2 separate regions of the Macaca mulatta genome follow, and region 1 is linked to region 2. Evidence: chromatin contacts called from public Hi-C data. All regions are on one chromosome and are shown on one strand. The core of a region is the stretch at or near the end of the contact, and the rest is flanking DNA. Distances in the headings are between cores, read along the strand shown. Region 1 holds the start of ALCAM (activated leukocyte cell adhesion molecule). Region 2 overlaps ALCAM (activated leukocyte cell adhesion molecule).

Region 1 (6,974 bases), core at 2,810-5,309, 140 kb after region 2:
ATGTACAGTATGAGGCTTTGTAACATGAACATTTAAGCATAAACCATCATTTATATCTCATTCTAGGTACTATGTGTGCAGTTTAAATAGGGGCAGGCTTGCAGGAGGGATGGGTTACACTACAGGGCTTTCTGAGGCCTACTATCCTTTCCTGCTTTTGGGTCCTCTTTTCCCAGGAGAGTGGAAGGCTAATTTCTCTCCTTCACGCTTTTTTTTTCCCCCTACTAAGGCTGGGAAGAGTAAGCATAGATGTTATCATGAATTTTTATCATGAATTTTTAAAGGTAGAAAAAAAAAGGAAATTAGAAATTGGGGTCCACTGATACTTTTCTAGTAATACAATTTATATGAATTTTGTCTAGACTGAGATCCTTAGAAAAATAGTGTTGAAAAATGACTGTGCCTGCCTAAATTGGTTTTTTACCTTAAGACTTCAGAAACAAAGAGTTTTTGAGCTGGGAGGCATTTCAGAGTGTAGGTCTTTAGTCTTGTCTTTTTGTTTTATATGAGAAAACTGAAGCCCAAAAAGGTTAAATGATTTGCTTAAGTGCCTGAAGGTAGCTGTCCTGAAGAAAGCCTAGAAAAGCAATTTACTGCAAATAATACTTCATTAAATTGTAAATTGCCATTGGATTAAATAAATCCTTAAGGAAAAAAATAATACATATTGGCTATTAAACAGTTTTCAGTTTTTAAATTAATCAATGTTAGTAGTCCTACATCAATAGTCTTTGAAAGGACATTATTTGAGTTGATGCTTTCCCAAGTCCTTTTGAGATCAATTGATATGTTTCAAACATAATATCCCACTGAAGAAAGCTTTATGTGTGCTCATGTCTTAGGATGAATCTTATATCAGTGAGTAGTTATGAAACATCCCATCGAGGGGTTCACACAGATGACCCAAGTGAAGAGTTAACTGCAGCGCCCCACCTCCTTGTTGTAAATAATCCAGAAAAGCCTTTTTTTTTTTTTTTTTTTTTTTTTAAAGCAATACAAAATGTCACCACAGGCTGACGCTCTTTCTACAAGAATAATGAGATTATTGCTACCTCGGATGCTGAACACACATTTCATTGCCTTTATCTCTGAATTCAGTTTTCGTTTTCCTCTCCTTTCAAAACAGGTAACGAGGCACGCCTAAAATATATCAATGACTGTGTAGCGACTACAGGCCAAAAGACCCGGGGAAGCAGTTTCACAAACTCGAGTTTTTGACCTCTACAACTGGACACACACTATTAAAACTGCTCCGGAAATGAAGGGTGGCCGGCGGGGAAGTCAATTACCCCCCTCAAATGAAGCCAGCTATTGGCACCGCATCCCCACCGGGCTCTGTTATTCAGAGGGCTCCGAAGGAGGCGCACTCACTGTCCAAGACTTGCTTCCTCAGTGTAGACACGGCGCCTTTAGTGCTGTAACCTTTCCCTTTAAAACACACTCATATTGCAATGAGAATTTCGGCAATGCCAGCTCGGTAATTCACAAAAACCACGGATCTGAGGGTCCAGAGCATCGGATCCTCAGATTCACCGTGGCTGGCTGCGGTGAGCCGGGGCCAGCCGCTCGCTGAAAGCGCGCAGCTCCGTGCCCCCTGGACACACTAGTCTGTGGCGCCAAAAGAATCACCGCGCAGGAGGTCTGAAAGCGGAACTTTCCCCCTTTTAGCAGTTAAATGTGTAAAAAAAAAAACCTATCCTGCGACGTGGCCCGCCTGTGACGGCACAGAAGAGGAAACTGGGTATGTGCCTGTGGTCAGGGGTGTGGACGTAGGTGAGATTACATTCTCCAAGTATCGAGAGGGTTAATCGGAAACCAACTCTGGGCGTGTGGACGTTTGCATCTTACAAACCGACATCACCCTTGTCCTCCCTTCTTGACTCATTCCCTGGCTCCAAAGTGTCATTTTCTCCATCGGACAGTGGAATCTCGAAAAAGTGAAATCCACACTGTGCCAGGCCCAAGGGGGGTCTCGCCTTTCCATCTACCTCCCCAGCGTTGTTACACTAGGACACCTGCTTTAAATCCGGTTGAACTATGGTTTCACAGTCCCCGCCCCAGAGCCCGAGATTTGTCAGAGAACGCAGACGCCTTTTTTTTTTTTTTCTTTTTTTTTTTTCCCCCCTCAGCCTCAGAAACATCAGGTGAGCTCATTACCTCACCCAGAAATGTAACTTTAATAAAGAGATCTGGAGAGGGCACTCCTCCCGCCCACACACACAGCAACGGCAGCAGCAGCAGCTCACAAACACTTGTAATCTCTTCCACAGGCTCTAGCCCCCAAACCCCTCTCCCTGCCAGTTCCTGGGAGAGATTCAGAGGCTTTCAAACCTCTTCTGTGACCTGAGCTTGCCGACAGCTGAAGGGATATGCACGGATAAAAGGAAGTGAGGTTTTTCTTTGATAAAAACTAAAGAAAAAGCTAAGAACAAACAGGCCAAAATACCAGGAAGTAGGAGTTTAACTGGCAACTGTCTACGCAGGGATAGAAATAAAAACTTCAAAGAAAAAAAAATCCCCCAAATTTTCAGTTTAGGGGAGCAAAGGAACCTGCTGCTCTGTCAGGCAACTGTGAGCGCACAGAATACCCTGTTAGGAACAACTTGTGTCAGCCGCCAGGCGGGTCTGAGGATACCAATGCCAGCGGACGTCCCCGAGGGTGCGGAAAGGGATTTCCCGCGAGATATTTTAGTTGTTGGGAATTTTGCCTTTTCCCCCCCCCCACCCCATCTCTCTCTCTTCTAAGACTCAGTACAGAACTGAGAACTGAGGTTCTATGAGCAGGTCCTGGAAATTCACAAGCGTCTCACTGAGGTGTCTCCCAGACCTAGCTACTAATTCCTGTTCAGGCTGTGTTATCTGCCTGCGGTCACCCTTACACTCACCACCCGCCCAGACAATGGACGGGGACCGGAGGGGGGAACGTTGAAACCACGATTTGAAGCATCAGTAGGTTTCTCAAGGTAGGCGTGGGGGGCAGGAGGTGATTAAAGTCCTCTCCTTCTGTACCCCTCCCATCCCTTCCTCTGCTCACCAAGGGGAAGTTACAAGGGGATTTATCACGAAAAAGTGCCGGCAGTTATTTCATCCGAGAGCTAAGCGAAAGAAAAACCGCTCGGGGCGCAGTGACGTGGACTTGGATACCCAGAGACAGGAGGAACTGTCAGAGGGCGAGAGTCCGCCGCCTAGCTGGGAGTCGCAGGGACCAGCGGAGAGCGTCAGGCGAATCCTGCCCACGGGCCCCTGCAACCACAACCCCGGAGCCCCAAGTTCTTGGAGATTCACCCAGTTTCCCCAGCTTCATGCCCAAACTTGAACCAACCAGCCAACCCCAAACGTGCGGCACAGGTGACCGAGCCCGGGGACAGCTCTGTGCCGGGACAGAGGTCCCCTTACCTCATCCATGCGCCTAGGCGCACTGCCTCGGGGGTGCGAGGCTGGGACGGGGACCTAGGAAACTGCTCCAGGCCCACGTCTGTCTGGGGCTGCTCCCAGGCCCTTGCTCACCTGGCCTGAGGACGGTGGCGGAGATCAAGAGGCAGAAGAGCAGACGGCAGGAGCTGGCTCCCTTGGATTCCATATTCTTCCTCCTTCTTGGAGGGCCACTGACGGAGTCCACGCCGCAGGAGGGGGCGTCGTCCCGGGCCCCGCGGTGCCCGCGCGCTGGCGGGTCCCGACACAGGGGCAGCGTCTTCTCCCAGACACACCGTCCCCTGGGCTGTGGCGCTGCACCTTCGGGTCTCTGCCGCACGCAACTTTCCACCACGCAATGCCCCCAACTCCTCCTCCCTCCAGCTCAACACCAGCCCACTGGCCCTTCGGCTGCTCCTCCGGGGACAACGACCCTCTCTTTCCAGGAGACACTTGAGTAATTCGGAAAGGTGTAAGCGGTTCTTTTCGCTGGTATCTTCTTTTATTTTCCTTGTCTTGGGATGATAATAATAATGGCAGTGGCAATGTGCATGAAACGCCGAGTGCTAAGGACTCGCAGGAGGCAGCAACGGGGGGCGGCGGGTCTCCTCAGGTGGCAGCGGTGGTAGCAGTGGCAGCGGCAGCGGCGGCGGCGGCGGCGGCGGCGGCGGCAGCGGTCTCCGGGCTGCTCTGAGTAGAGGGACTGGAAGGCGTGTGTAAGCTGCCTCTTTCCTCCTCTCCCCGCCTCCTCCCTCCCTCCGGTCTCCTCCCCACTTCCCCGGACGCGGCGCAGAGCAGGTGGTTGAAGCAAGGATCCGCAGCCTAGAGGCGCTGCAGGACTGAGTCCGAGCCCTGAGCCCAGCTCCGGGATCGGGGAGAACCATGTGCCCCTGTCCTAGCGTCCGGGTGGGCGGGGTTTCACCGCGGCTCCGCCCCCAGGTCCAGGTCCGCCAATAAGGAGAAAGCACAGGAGCCGCGCGCTCCCGGGAGAGCCCTGGGACTAACACTTTCTGTGATGTTGCAGCGCGGTAGTGATAAGGCCTTTGGCTTCCAACTCCCCACCCACCCCGCTGAGGTTTAAAAATCGACTGCCCTCTTCCTCCACCCATACGCCCATCTCACTGACTCATTCCTCAGGGATTTTTCTCCGCCGTGCTGCTGCAGCCTTCTGTCCTGTAAAGACAATAGTGGAGCAGGGCGGTGGCGGTGGGGAGCGAACTTTGGGTCCAAGAGCCGTAGTGAAGGGAAAAGGAAAGGGCAGGAGGAAGTGGCAAAGGTGGAAACTTGCTTCCTGGGAGTTAACAGGAATAGCTACTGGTTGGCAGGGGCAATCCCCGTACTGGACTGATTCCTCCTGTACTTTTCGAATCTCTCTGCTCCCCCTGCTCACTCCCACCACTTCCCTCACCCCCGGCTGGCATAGACTTTGTTTTAAAGGAAGACCACGTGAGTCGACTGCCCGCTACCAAACAGAAGATATTTGTTTTTCCCGGGGGAAATTAAATCCGGAATTTCTAAACCGTACTTCGTCATACGGATTTTCCCAATGTCTACAAAAGCCCTCTAGAAAGCTTGTCACTTTTTTACTTTTGTTAAGCGGTGATTTTAAGTTACAGACAGAAAATTATCAAATTATTTCAGATTAAAAGCCAAGTCCGTCTTGGTCCGTTCTCGAAAACCAGGCACTCCAGCAGATGGACAGGCTTCTCAGGCAATTTCTAAAGATTGAACCACCTCCCAGGCGGAACATCGCGAAGCTGTGTCGCTTTCAAATCAGGCAGAGAGCATGAAGGGATATTTTCCTCTAGAACACCGGGGTGGAGCTGTCGGAGCCCTAAGTGGCTCTAAATCAGGGATGCAGGATCACAACTCTCATCACCAAAGAATAATAAAATCTTGGTCCCTGAAGCACTTCGCTGGGGCATTAAATAGCCTTTCGTACATCACAGGGTCACCCTTTTGTGAGACTGGTCTCCAGTAGAGGATGCCAACTAGTAATCGTTACATACTGAACTTTCATCAGAAGACTGCGAGTTACCAGCGAGACTGGAGACTCGCAACACACACACACATACACACACACACACACACACACAGAGATTTTAAAAAGTATTTATCTTTTAGTGCTCTAAACTATTAAGCCCCATCTTCAGCTGTAATTTTTCTCAAAAGCCTGCTTGTCCTGTTCGTCCAGTTCTTCTTACATTAACAATATTCTAGAGTAGAACTCTTATACTATATTTTTTTTCTCTCTCAAAATAAGTAGTTTCTCCCACTTAGTTTAAACATTAACATTTCATTTGCATCTTATGAATCAACAGGAAGGCTATCGCTAGGAGGCAAATGCCTTTTAACTCTATATTCCATGAGCTAAGTTTGGCTGAAATGCTAGCATTTCCATGGACTCCTTTATAATTCCTTTAGGGAATTGTTTTCTTTTTCACTGTGGCTATAGGTGGGGCATATTAGAATAAATTGTCCTAACAATATATTTAACCTAGGCCCTCGAACCCTCTATCTGACCTCCTCTATTTTGCAGTGGGAGTTTATACAGCCTAATTGTTTAAAAGTAGATTTGCAAAAGGAAGACTGATTTGGGCTCTGATACTAACTGTATGATCTTGGTCAACCCATTTAACCTCTCTAAGCTTCAGTCTCCTTTCTTGTAAAAAGTGGTAATAGTGCTAGCCTCATGGGATTGCTGTGAGGATCAAATGGGATCAAACACACAAACACGTGGAATTCTGGGGGCAACTGACAATACAAATATGTCCATATTATACTCATACACATAAACATGCATATATATATGTGCATATGTATAATATATATTTGAATGCATAGTCCATTGTTTCCAGAATTGTTTTTAGAAAGGAATGTGTCCTAGTTTAGGAAAATGCCTTGATAAACCACTTGGAATAGTAACTCCAAAGGCTATTGGTCATAAAAAAATAATGGTGAAACTGCTCTATATTAAACAAAATAATAACCATTAAAATAGAAATTTGGCCTGGGAGTGGGGGCAAAGGCAACCACACAAAGCATGAGTTTAAAAATGTTCAAAGGTCGTTAGATCTATTAATTAGCAACACTTACATGTTAGAATATTCTAAGCAATTTATATGAATTAGATGTATTCCCCTCATAAAAAGTTATTGAAGGAGGTGCTATTTTCATCTTCATTTTACTCACGAAGAAAGTAAAACCCAGAGACTTGAAGCAACTTTTCCAAGGTCACCCAATGATTCATAGCAATGGTAAAGCCAGGGTTCTACCCTAGGCATTCTTATTCTTGAACTGAATTCCAGTCTACTTTGCTCATCGCTATCCACTTTGCTTATCAAGAATGCATAACAATAAATGTATGGCTTTTTTGGTGGGGTGATTGATTTAAACGTAAGTTCTCTCATCCTTTCACATACATTTGCATTAAGGAAATTTACTAATGAAGCAGCACACCCTATCTGCATAGGCCAGGTACAGTGCATGTGAGATGACAAGACCATTTCTAAACTGAAATAATGTAGCATAAGCAAGAGCTCAGAGTTAGAAATAAACATGAG
Region 2 (7,056 bases), core at 2,794-5,293:
ACTGAAGGCCTGCATCTGTGGGAGAGCTAAGATCTCGTGCCCCCTAGGGATAAAGTCGCTACAAAGACCATTGTGATTTGGTAATAAATTATGTCCTAATTTTTAGCAATGTCTTAATCTTTGAGACGAAGTGTCAGCGAGACCCAAAGTACCTGTCAACTAGAACGATTCTGTTTACACTTTTCATAGAAGAAAGAGCTTTTTATCTTTGAATTGCCAAGTCTAAAAATTGAGTTTAGCTTTCTAGAATTTCCTTGCAATTTTCACCCTCTAATATTTATTAGTTAAATTATTCATGGTTTTGTAGCCTAGAGATTATCGGGCACTACTGGAAATATAGAATGCCTGTGACGTCCTTCTTCGAAGAGGCTAAATGTCAAGTGTAAACCAATGTGTGAGAGCATAAGTGTGTTCAGTATGTGTTATAGCTATGTATATAAGCACAGGTCAAAAGAAACTTTAAATTGGACTAGAACCTTCTGTATTAAATGTGTTCTATAAATTTAAGACATTTTTATGACTTATTATTACTGTAGCTATTAAAATGTCAACATACAATAAGACATAAAATGTGTCATACTTGAGAAGCAGTGTGTAATTATTTAAGCACTTTTAAATAGAAGGTTATTAACCAAAGGTAAAGAACAATAGAATTAGAAAGGTTACATAGAAGTATTAATGGAAATTCAATGCGGTGAGAACAGGAAAAGAAAAATCTCTTAATGAAGTAATTCTGATATATAGAATCTCAGGCAAGTGACCATAACATATAAGCTAGTTACAGTAATATGTTTTGTATACAAAATGATTTAAAAGAGGCACTGAAAGCAGACTCTGGTAATGTTTTGAAGTTAGCTAAACATTCTATTTCTAATTGAAATAATAAAAATGTAATTTTGGCCATTTTGGTGACAAATGCTCTTTTCCATAAAACTAATTGCCAAATTCAGAGGAATCATTCTCTTTGCATTCCTGACAGATAGACATTTGAATTGGGGTAGATTAAAATTCAGAATCTGCTACCACATTTCAAGCAGAAGAACATCAAATAATATAGAAAATGGAATGATAATTAGACAGTCTATTTTCACATGCTGTAATTTAGCATGGTTAATTATTATTTATTGCACCAATACATTAATAGCATCATCATCCTTAAAAGAAAATTTGAGCTCTAGCTCTGCTAAGTGTCATAAAGGGGTTAACTGCAATTACAATGGACTCAGAACTTATAAGAACTAAATGCCAGTTTCACAAAAATTTTACAGAGACTTATTTGAACAAATGAACTATCACTGAGGAGGTAGATAGAAATGAGAAGTTTATCCTTAGAAATTACTTTCATTTTTTTTTTTTACTAATTTTGACAGATAGACATGCTAATGCTTCTATTTGTTTCACTAATGAATTAGGATATGTACAACTCTAAAGAAAATGTAAATATTTTGTAACACTAGTTTATAGCGGTGTTTCTCAACCTGGTCACTAGACCAAATGAGTCTTTACTGTGAGAGTGCTGTGCTGTATATATTACAGGATGTTTAGTAGTAGCCTTGCCTCTACCCATCAGATAACAGCACCACTCCTCTCCCAGTTATGACAGCCAAAAAGTCTCCAGGCATGACAAATATCCAATGGGAGGCAAAATTGCCCACCAAACCTTATGCAGTTGAGAATCACTGGTTTAAACCTTCAGCCATTGGTTTCTCACATGTGATTAAACTGGGTTTCCAATAAAGGAACTTTCAGAAAAATAGAATCTTAGCATAGGACTAAATAATCACTGAATACAAGTGAAGGAATAGAGGCAGAAATGGTACATGATAGTATCTGGTTATTATCAAATTTGTTTGCCTCACAGAAACATACTAAGCCACAATGAGGGATTAATTCCTGACTTCAGGAAGTGGATTCCCAATCTCTTTACAAAAATGACAAAGATATTTTGTTTTAGCAAGTCTATTTCCTGTATCACAATCAAGTATAAATTATACATACTGTATATATATGCATACTATACTTTCCAAACCATGTATTTCACATATATTGTATTTAATCTGATAAAATACCATAGTTCTACTGATAGAGTGAAAACGCATTTTTTTAAACATGAGATTTTATGATTCCATCACACAGCGTTATCTCCTCTCTCAACTTCTCCCATATTTTATTGTATAAACAAGAGTTTAAGATTATCATCAAGGTCATAAGATATACAAAGTAAGTTATCTGTGTGTGCATTTGTGCATGTGCGTGTGTGAGATACAAGGGGCTATAACTGCCAAGTAATTTGGAAGGGATGCTGAGTGAGAGAAGTTACCTGATGACATCTAATTTCATTTTGTGAAACAGAAAGAAGGGCTTTTTCTCCTTTCTTTTTCTTTGTTAATTCCTTCAACAAATGGGGGTAGTTGGAGGCCAGTTTGGGTCTGCTGCATCTGAAGTAGGGATATATTTGTTCAAAATTCATTTTCTGCATTGCCTTTCTCAAGTGTTATACATTATAATGTAGACATAATTGAGTAAGACCTACAAATAAGACAAATATAATTATTCCTTCCTCTTCCCCCCACCACTTGGGCCACTGTGGAATAATCTTCAGGAGGAAAATGCCCATGTTACTAAATTATAAACTACTAGTAGTACCAAGAATTATGTTTTAAGATAGGTACTCTATTTTACCTCCAAGTTTGATACAATATAATGCTCTAAATATTTATCTTTCTATTAAACTATGTCAATGTAATAATCCATAGGTCATAGAAAGAATTACACAAACAATAACATTTTAAAAATACATTATCGATACTTACTTACATTGCTGTGCAGGAAATTACCTTCTTAATTTACCTTAGTCTGATAGTTTGTTATTCTTCAAGTATAAAATGATCTATGAGGCTGGATGAGTCACAGTTTCTCCCAATTAGTTTAGGCTTTACCCCATCTCTACCTAATTTTTATGGTTCCTTGGTCCCATCCACTCTGTTCAGATTCCTATGTTTCCTTTAAGGCCTATCTCAAAAATCATCCAATCATTCAATCATGCATCAAGTATTTACTGGACACCTGCTACAGAGCAAGTTTTAGGTGTGCTTTGTGAAGAAAATGTATAAGTAAAACACTGAGGTCTTTTCCTTAAAAAACAAGATGAAATCAGTGTGATGTTTTTGGTTGGTAAACTAAATGCTGTGGGACTGTATAGGAAGGAATCTCAGCAATTAGATTGAGGATATTGGTAAAAGCTTCTTGGAGGAAATTTCGTATGACCCCATCGCTGAATTGAGGTTTCTATAGATGGGAAGATAGGAACTACCTCAATAGCACAGTGTGTGAGAGGCACTGAGTGACGCTTGGTTTTCTCTCTTAGGGCAAACTCAATTTTTATTATAACAATTCCTACAGAGTAGATCTTTGATCTTCATAAGGAACATGTCCTAAGACTGGCAGTTTTCCCAAATTCATAAGCGCACATAAAATTTCTCTAATAAAATGCAATAAAATGTTAGATCTCTATTTTCTCTTTACTTTCATCATCAACACTAGCATTTGAATTCCTTTTGGGGCCATTTTAAAATTATAAGCAAAAAACTTATTTAGAAATGATCAAAAAGCAACAGAATTGATTGAAGTTGTGAACCTTATTTTTATTTTTTGAGTTGCCTCATGAATTTTAAATCAGAATATGTGCAGATTCTACTGCACTCATTAGCATTTCTTAACTTGAGATCCAGGAATGAACTTTAAGGCATCTACTATATTATTCTTTGAAATTTTGGGAATACAGCTACAGGGTAGTGAGAAGGGAGCACTGTGGTGATTTGAGATTAGTGTTCCCCAAAAATTGTCCCCTCTTAAAATTGTCCTCCCAAAAGCTATTTTTGCTTTAAAAAACATTTTAATGGAATATAATATAGATGGAAAAAAAGTACACAGATCTAGACTTACATTTGAAATGTCACTAAAAGCACTGGGCTTTAGGGTTTCCTTGGCAATGATCCTCGCATTCTTTGTTCTGAGCAGGAGACTGAGATTCCACATTCTTGACCACAATGAAACCCCTGTGTTACCAAGTCATCATTCCTAAATGATGAGTATTTTTGGCTAGGCTATGGGGTCTATGCCAACATGCTAAGGCACAGTCCCTTAAGTGCTGATGAACTTAAATAAAAACATTTAAAAATACTTCATGCTCTGAGTGCGTGGGAAGGGGGTGCAGAAAGATTACAATGAACCAAAAAATCTAGATTTTCTATGTAAAAAGAACAATTGTCTCTATTTTGTTTTAAAGTAGATTTTCATAGTAAAGAGGACTAAACAGGAGAAATGTTTACGCATGTTTTTCTTTATACTACATATTTTGCTCAAAAACACGTGTGTAATTAATAATTTATGTTGATTGAAGTTCCTAAAGTTGACTGTTTCCTACTATCATACTTCTAATTTGAGGCTAAGTCTTTAAGGTGCTCATATAAGGAGAGTCCTTCACTCAGATAATTAGTCAATACAATAAAAATAGCCAGCAAAGTATGATTTTCCTTCTGCTCCCCTCTCCCCTTATTCATTTTCTCAATTTAGTTCTTGCTAAAGAACTAAATTTTCTTCAGTTTAGTGTGGATTCTGATCCTGTTGACTTCATTTGGGAACTAGCTTAACTGGAGATGTAGAAACTTATATTTGAAATACTAGTTATATTAATTCAGGTTAACTAATGCAAAGAAAAGATGAATACATTTAGATTCTATTGCTCTGTACATTTTTTGAGCATGAAAGTCTAAGTTTAACTGTTTCAGAGTATCAGTTCTACTGAAATGGAGAAAAATTATACTTTCCTGTGCATTTTACCACATAAGTTGTATTGAAATTGTGAATACAATTCAATTATTTTAGCAAGAAGAAGAGTGTACTGCATTCGTAAAAACATTATCAACAGAAAGGCAGGCATAATGCTTTCCAAAGGATCTTAATTAAATCATCTGAAGTAATGGAAAGTTTGGGAGTTTAGAATGAAGTCTGTCTTCAGAAAGAACTCACAGTTATTGTGACATTATTAAATTTGTTTTCTGCAAATAGTTTAATGTCATGACAACAAAAAGATCTCTTGATTTGAGAAAATCAAAGCTGTCTTTGATAACACTCCCAAACTCCAAAACAAAAAATTTCTAATTGCCTTAATATTCCTCAAAATGCTTTAGAAAAAATACATCACAAAGACTTTTAGCCAATAATATCCTCGTTTTCACAGAAAGCATCTGTCAATAATAGCTTACATGAACTGTATTGCTTTAGCTTTTAAAGTAATATTCAATAGTATTAGAATTACTGACTTAGAAAATGTTGTGTTATAATTGAGGTAGTGAATTACCAGGGATAAAAAAGTGAATTATTATGGTTACTAAATGAGCAGAGTAGTAGATTTCTGCTTCTGAATTGGTTGAGTGATCTTGTCCAGTATTCTAGTTTCTGGTATATTCCACATTAAGTATCTAACCTCATACTGAAAAATGTTTATATCAGTTGAAATACTTTTTGCTCCTCTTTTCTTCACATGAATCACAATTAGCATTGCCTATGTCTCCTGAGGATATAGATTTGTACGATCAAACATGGTAAGTAATAAAGGTTAAAAAGCTATTTAATAGGTTTTTCCACATATTTGGTGCAGCTTGCTGGCTGATTTCCGAGACTTAGATTTGTGTAAATTCCACGCTTTTAATTGACAGCTCCCTGGAGGGGTTGCAATATAAGTTAAGGTCATAGGAAGAAAATTATGGCTTTCTATGGCATTTTGTCCTTTCTTTAAGAACTGAAGTTAGCTTACTATAAGATCTAGTTTTCTAGCTTTGAGGAGAAAGGGGAGATGGAATGTTCATCCAAGATACATTTTTGAAAGAGACTAAAAGCACAGGAAAGAGGAAATTAAAAATAAAACAAATAGTCGTATACAGTTGGGCAATCAGCATAATCTGGTATCTGAAGATAAAATCATCTTTCTGCCTTAAGAGATGGTGTGTCACCTCAAGGACTGAGTGAGAATGGAGAGTCACGCCCATTGTAGCTTGCCCACAATGGTAGCCCAGTGGGGTAACTCTGAAATGCATGAACTTAGAGAGTCATACTGACATCTATTAATATTTTAACAATAACTTTTCATGTATTCCATTTTTCCTGACAGTCATTCTTAATTGAAGAGTGGGAGGAAAGATGGGAAAAAGAACAAGATAATTTAGGAAGGCAGTGAGTAGAGATGAGAAATATAGGAAGCTGTATTGAAAGGTAGTTTTATCATTTCTAAGGGTATGAAATCTGCATCTGAAGGTGCCTCCAGTTTTTAAATTTTCCAATACTTCCAAAGATTTTAACTCTTTGAAAACTTCATTTTATATCCCAGAGGCCAAATGTAATTTTTTAATGTCTCATATTTATTCCACAATTTAGGAAATGGTTAAATGAACACCCCAGAAGAATTTCTGGAAGACTAACTATCATGAACAAGGTGGCAAAACATAAACAAAAACACTGGATAAGGAAAACAAGTTCTTACAGCAGGCCAATGGCACCTATAGACTGATTGCACAGGAACTTGAACATGTGGACAGTGTTACTAAACCCTGACATGAGCCCCTCTTCTGAGAATGTGCCTGCATTCCGTTGGTTTCCCACACTTGGTAATATTTGCATTCCGTCTCACCTGTCTCTGCTTCTCCTCTTCACATCCTTAAACATTATTAAATAAGTGGTTCATCTGTTTTGTTTATTATTTAAGGGGAAAAAGTCTCTGTGAAGTCAAGTGGACATTAAAATGTTCCTCACAGATCCTCAACTGCTGGGAACATAACTTACCCAACTACTGCATTCTGTCTATTACCAGATTTGGGCTAAGGTTACAATTTTACCAGCTGTTCCCAGCTAGTAACTGAATGCAACAAGTATACTAAGACAGGTAAGTTTCTTGGATACAAGAGACTCCTATGAGGGCTGACTATAGATCAGGGATACCCTGATTCCCTGATGAAACTTCCTCAGACTGCGTGACAGTCTAGAACGCTTCCACCCAAC

What was found. A called contact is a pair of places that touch in the nucleus more often than the background predicts.
Region 1: a Hi-C map of fibroblasts shows a contact between it and region 2, with 3 times the contacts expected there. The contact joins the promoter of ALCAM here to the enhancer-like site in region 2. A contact is called at or near these places in 4 of 14 Hi-C or Micro-C datasets (CD4 T cells, fibroblasts, liver and 1 more).

Annotation. Positions count from the first base shown.
Region 1 is chr2:178,277,538-178,284,511 of T2T-MMU8v2.0, forward strand. ALCAM (activated leukocyte cell adhesion molecule) reads right to left here and starts at 4,060. Exons shown (of 16, transcript NM_001257702.1): 1 at 3,508-4,060. The coding sequence starts at 3,580.
Region 2 is chr2:178,134,003-178,141,058 of T2T-MMU8v2.0, forward strand. All of the region lies in intron 1 of ALCAM (activated leukocyte cell adhesion molecule), which reads right to left. Among named protein-coding and RNA genes, the nearest start is that of ALCAM, 140 kb to the right of the region's middle. Within about 2 kb of position 4,044, at least 4 of the 40 cell types and tissues checked have an H3K27ac peak or open chromatin away from gene starts, as enhancers often do.